Linked DNA regions of Neogale vison: region 2 is linked to region 1. A link is a contact called in public Hi-C data. All regions are on one chromosome and are shown on one strand. The core of a region is the stretch at or near the end of the contact, and the rest is flanking DNA. Distances in the headings are between cores, read along the strand shown. Region 1 has its middle 44 kb from the start of MEP1A. Region 2 holds the start of TNFRSF21 (tumor necrosis factor receptor superfamily member 21).

Region 1 (2,700 bases), core at 122-2,621:
GACTCCAGTGGGATTCCAGGGGTCTTGTAAAGCCCTGGGCATCGAGGTGGTCATCAGGAGGACCCTGGATCAGGAAGGGGAGGACACAGTTCATCAGGCATCTATGAGGAAATGGAGCAGTCCTAAACAACTTACCGACTCTGCAGAGGTCCTTCAAGCCAATCTTGTGTGTAACAATATGATTTCTTTTACCAGGCCCCAAGCACATCTGCAGACAGGCCTCCACATAGACCCTCTGTGCTTCCTGCAACAGTCCAACCCTCAGAATCTGGGTCACAGGTCACGACTCAGCCCCTCACGCACACAGCCCAGATGGGGCACAGGGGATCCCTGCTGTTGCATGAGTATAGGAAGGCCCAGACCAGTCCCAGAACCCCAGGGGCCTTCAGAAGCCCAGGGGCTCCCCTGCAGGTCAACTTCCAGCTGCAAAGCCTTCCAGGCCCTTTGAGCTCCAGCCTGGAGACCAGATGGTCCTGGAGGATGACAGTTTGGGGAAGCAGGAAAATTTCACAAGTGTGATTAGAGCGTTCCCAGGGGAGCCCTGCTCTGAGGAAGGCTTTCCTGGCATCACATGGGTCTGTGTGGCAGAGTTCCAGGTGTCCCTTTCTTCGAAGTGGCACCTAGACACAGCTCTGCCCCTGTGGACACTCAGGGGAAAGTACCCCTCATGACAGCAGGTGCCAAGCCAGTGGGCTTTGAGAGAGTGGACCCAGCCCCCTGGGCCAGGCCTGTCATGTACCCACCCCCCTCTCTCCATTCCCTTCAGTCATTCTGCAGGGGTGCGGCAGTCAGAAAGCTCCTGATTAGTTCCCATTTACCAACCTCAGGGCTTAGGGCTCCATCCACTACCCCTCCACCCCACTCCACACACACCATCCTTATGTACTGATAGATGGATACTGAAGTTTATCCTCTAGCACATTCTAAAAAGGGAACCACTTTTCCTAAATTTTCTGGGCACAGTGACTATGAGCTCACAGTACAAGAAGGGAGAGGAGGTGGACGATCACTGATCACTGAGACGTGTCCTGTGCCAGATCCCTGTTCTTTCTCTGCAAATACCATTTTCCTGTTGGGGGGGCCACGACTCAGCTGAAGTCGCCTTGCTGCTTTCTAGACACCCCTTCCTAAACTATTCCTTTAAACTTTGAGGGGAGGAGTCACAAGGTCCCCCGCGTTCCCTCTGCACACATGGGCCGTGGGTCTGGAAGACGTGCAACCCTTCACACCGCGCGGTTTTCCTTCTTTCATGCAGAGCCAAGTCCCCAGGAGGAGGTATGCTGGCGACTGTTATAAACGAAACAGAAGCAACCCAGGAGCCCGGGGCGGGTGGTGGTGGGGGGGAGGCTTCTCAGCATGAAAAGCAACAGGAACTGATTGGGCAAGTCGTGGGAGGACGGCTTGTTGCAGCCCACTTCCTTCGCAGGGCAGCGCGATCCAAGAGCGACTGTGGGCCCTGCCTCCTGGGAAGCGAGGGTAATTGGTCCCATCTTGTGTCCCCCATCCTGCCGGCCAGCCTCGCCCGCCCCCGGGCGCGGTGGAAGGACGTGTTCGATTTGGAATCCCCGGGGAAGAATCGCACATCCACTCACTGTTTTTCTGGAACAGCGAGCTGTTCCCAGGCCCCGTGGAGCTCTCTCGCAGCTGTCCCAGTCAAAGCGGAACCGACAGGAATCTCCAGCTGGGCCCCTGAGCGACCGGGGGCGGCCCGCGCGGGGCTTTCCTCGCCCGCTCCCCGGGCTTCTCCTGAGGCTCGATCGCCACCTTGTGGTCATCGGGGGGAGCGCCGCCTCCGGGTCCCACCTTCAAGGAGGCAGGAGCTGACAGGCCGCTCATGTGCCTGGAGGGCGACGTGCAGGGAAGTAATTTGGTGCGAAGGTGGGATGGAGGCCTGCTAGATGACAGACACCAGGAATGCAAGGATCACCCTCACTCCCTACCTCCTGACACGTTTTAGGCTATGGTCCTTGCAGGAGATGAGGAAGCCAGAAAGCTTTGAGGAGATGCAGGGAGAGCGGACATGGCAGTCACAGAGTTCAAGTGTGCCTGATGGATTTGCAGGCAGGTGTACCTTTCTGAGACAAACTCGCCAGGATAGCTCCCTCCTTCTGTTTCTTTCCTCCCTACTGACCGAATCTTATTTATGGAACCAAAGGCAAAGTTAAAGGCAGCCCCGTGCCATCACCTGGTTTCCCCATTCCAGAAGGGAGGTAGTTTGAGGAAACAAAACGGGTGCCTTCCACATGTCCCAAGGCCTTAAACACTTTCCCCATCAATGCACCTTCAAAAGGATGAACTGGGATGAACCCCTTCCCTATTCTAATTCATCCATAGGAAACTATTCCTGCCAAGCTGGGTTTTCATTTTTAGTTCACGCTGGACCCGCAGCTGCCCCAGGGCTGTCTGATACACCAGCCCACCCTGAGGCCACCTGGGAAGTTTCTAGCTGAGGCTCTGGACATGCACTCAAGAGGACCTGATGGCTTTGCCAGCCAAAGTGTGATCCAGAGAGACCCAGAAGTAGTAAACGGTACCCACAGCCGAGAAGGCTGATCCTTGGAGCAGGGGGACGTGCTGACCTGCCTTATGTCATGGGCACACAGCTTCTGAACGTGCGGGAATATCATGTGCTTTGGGATACTGCTTCTCCCCCCACCCCCAAAAATAGCTCTCTCACCTTCTCCCTTATATTGGACATCC
Region 2 (2,700 bases), core at 199-2,698, 410 kb before region 1:
AAGACCAAAGCAAATATATTCATCAGAAAATGAATAGTTCACACTTGTATTTAATAGAAGGTTATCTTCAGGAGTACTGGATAGTGAGTCTTGAAACAGGTAACTGAGAAAGTGTGTTATCTTGAAATAGGGTCGAGAAAGCTGGAATAAGCCCCGCACCACCAAGGCTGACGAAGGACTGGGGAACCGACATGGTGAAACTGGTAATTTCAATATAGCATACTCTGAATAGTCAGAAGCTAGATGATAGACACCACTGTCCCAGACATGGTAGTCACGGTGAGGGGACTGACTCCCTGCAGGTGAAACAAAGAAAAGGATGTCAGGTTCTAGCTCAGAAAATGTAGGAGATGTCAACCAGCCAGGATAATGTTCTGGTTGTTCTTACTTCCGAAGCAGTGTGCTAACGTACTTTCCACCCGCCCACAACCCACAAAGGCATTTGAAACTCAACTCAAAAATTTTTAACACTGTTTGGGGAGAAGAATTTTTTTTTAAATCTCTGTGATAATCAGATTCAAAACACTGGATCCTTAATTAGAAAGGTGCACCTGCCCATACATTTCAAGGATTTCCAAGGCCTCTTGAAGACCACCCACGGACCCAATTCCAGGGCCTCTGAGTTTGGAACTCTCAGTCTGGGTTTCCTTAACTGCATTTATTAGCCTAGAAGTTTTCAAACTTCGCTCTATATTAAAAATCACCCCGAGAACCTTTAAAAATCCCGATGCTCAGACCACACCCCATTTTCGATTAAATCAGAATCTCTGGGGTGGGTCTATTCATACATACATATGCTTTCAACCCTCTAGGTTATTCAAAAGGGCAGCCAGGGACGCCTGGGTGGCTCAGTTGGTTGGACGACTGCCTCCGGCTCAGGGCGTGATCCTGGAGTCCCGGGATCGAGTCCCACATCAGGCTCCCAGCTCCATGGGGAGTCTGCTTCGCTCTCTGACCTTCTCCTCGCTCATTCTGTCTCTCACTGTCGCTCTCTCTCAAATAAATAAAATCTAAAAAAAACTCTTATCTTTAAAAAAAAAAAAAAAGGGCAGCCAGGTTTGAGAACTAAGTCACTGGTATAATTTCGGCACGCCTCTGATCTAGGTGTTCCATGGTCGTTGGCTATTTTTAATCACTGTCGTCAAAAACAGCAGAACGGTGCCTGTCGCAGAAATAATTTACTAAGAATCATGTTAGAAAAAATAAGTAAATTTGGGTCAGGGGAGTGCATTCCTCCGCAGCAGCTTGCCTGGGTCAAAAAGGAGCTGCAATTTCTTCAGTGAACGCCAAGGGGCACCCTCTCCCTCCTCGCTCTACCTGGAACGCCTTCCCAGTTCGATCGCACAAAGAGCCCGGCCTCCTCCCGGGTGACATCACAAAGGGCCGATCCCCCGCCCCTTCGGCGCCACCACGTGTGTCCCCGCGCCCGGCGGCCACCCGACTCAGTCCCTCGCCGGCCGGTCTGGGCAGCGGTGGAGGGTGGTTGGCAGTGGCTGGAGGCTTCGCTATGGGAAGTTGTTCCTTTGCTCTCCCGCGCCCAGCCCTCCTCCCTGGTTCTCCGCAGCCGCTGTCGGAGGAGAGCACGGGGAGGCGCGGGCTGCAGCGGCCGCTGCCTCTCCCCGCCCGGGCGGCCGCACCGCTGGGCAGGTGCTGAGCGCCCCCGGAGCCTCCCTCGCCGCCTCCCTCCTGTGCCCGGCCGCCCGGCTGCCGCAGTGCACATGGGGTGTTGGAGATAGATGGGCTCCCGGCCCGGGAGGCGGCGGTGGATGCGGCGCTGGGCAGAAGCAGCCGCCGACTCCAGCTGCCGGGGGGCCACGCGCCCCGGGCGCCCCTGCGAGCCCCGGGCTCAGCCATGGGGACCTCCGCGAGCAGCAGCACCGCCCTAGCCTCCTGCAGCCGCGTCGCGGGAGCAACGATGATCGCGGGCTCGCTTTTCCTGGTGAGCGCGCAGGGGGACCGGGGACGGCCGCGCCGGAGCCGAAGGCGCAGCTCTCTGGGAGCGGGGCGGGTCCCCGGGCCCGGGCTGCGGGAGGCGCGGGGTCCACCCGGCTGGGGTGGGGGGTGGGTGGGCTTGCCACCCGGGAAGGTATCCGGGTAGTTCGGGGAGCCACCGGACTCAGCCGGGACTCTGGAACGCAGGCGAACTGTTTTCCTTGCAGTCTGGCTGCGCTGGAGGAGGCGCTAGAGGTGGCCAGCCGGTTTCCTGCGCATTTCAGAGCTTTCCCCCCTACTCGGACCTCTGGTACCCCCACCCCCCTCCGTACAACCCCACAACCACCGGCCGCTGCCCACTCCGCGTGGTGCGGGGCCGGAGCTGCGGTGCGGGGCTGCGAGGTCTGGCGGCGGCCGCCGCTTTGTTGCAGCTGCAGTGTCATGTCGGGATGCTACCGCAGTGGGAGAGTGGTACCGGTGCGCGCCGGCTGCCGGGGACCCGGGAGCGCCCGCGCGGTGCATTCCCGAGCAAGGCGCACAGCCCCTCCCCCACCTCGCCTCCTTGGCTCGGGTGGGTCCCAGTTTCTGCACGCCAAGAAAAGAACCCTTAGACCCACTCTCAGGCGCCTCCAAAGCGCCGGCTGCTAGCCAGCCAGCACGCGGGCCCTTGAGTGGGGGGAGGGGGAGAGGGCTCTACATAAAGGAAGATGAATTTCTCCAGTCTGTCCTATCCCTTCTTTACCTGTGGCCAGGCAGGTGACCCTGCAA

The links. Hi-C and Micro-C count contacts between places; a contact is called where the count stands out from the background.
Region 2: a contact with region 1 is called in a Hi-C map of fibroblasts, with 6 times the contacts expected there. The contact joins the promoter of TNFRSF21 here to the enhancer-like site in region 1. A contact is called at or near these places in 2 of 3 Hi-C or Micro-C datasets (fibroblasts and muscle).

Annotation. Positions count from the first base shown.
Region 1 is chr1:93,135,427-93,138,126 of ASM_NN_V1, reverse strand. No RefSeq gene overlaps it. Among named protein-coding and RNA genes, the nearest start is that of MEP1A, 44 kb to the right of the region's middle. Within about 2 kb of position 1,371, the one cell type or tissue checked has open chromatin away from gene starts, as enhancers often do. A contact at or near this core is called in fibroblasts, where this site is marked.
Region 2 is chr1:93,548,677-93,551,376 of ASM_NN_V1, reverse strand. It overlaps TNFRSF21 (tumor necrosis factor receptor superfamily member 21), which reads left to right and starts at 1,448. Exons shown (of 6, transcript XM_044252406.1): 1 at 1,448-1,939. The coding sequence starts at 1,853.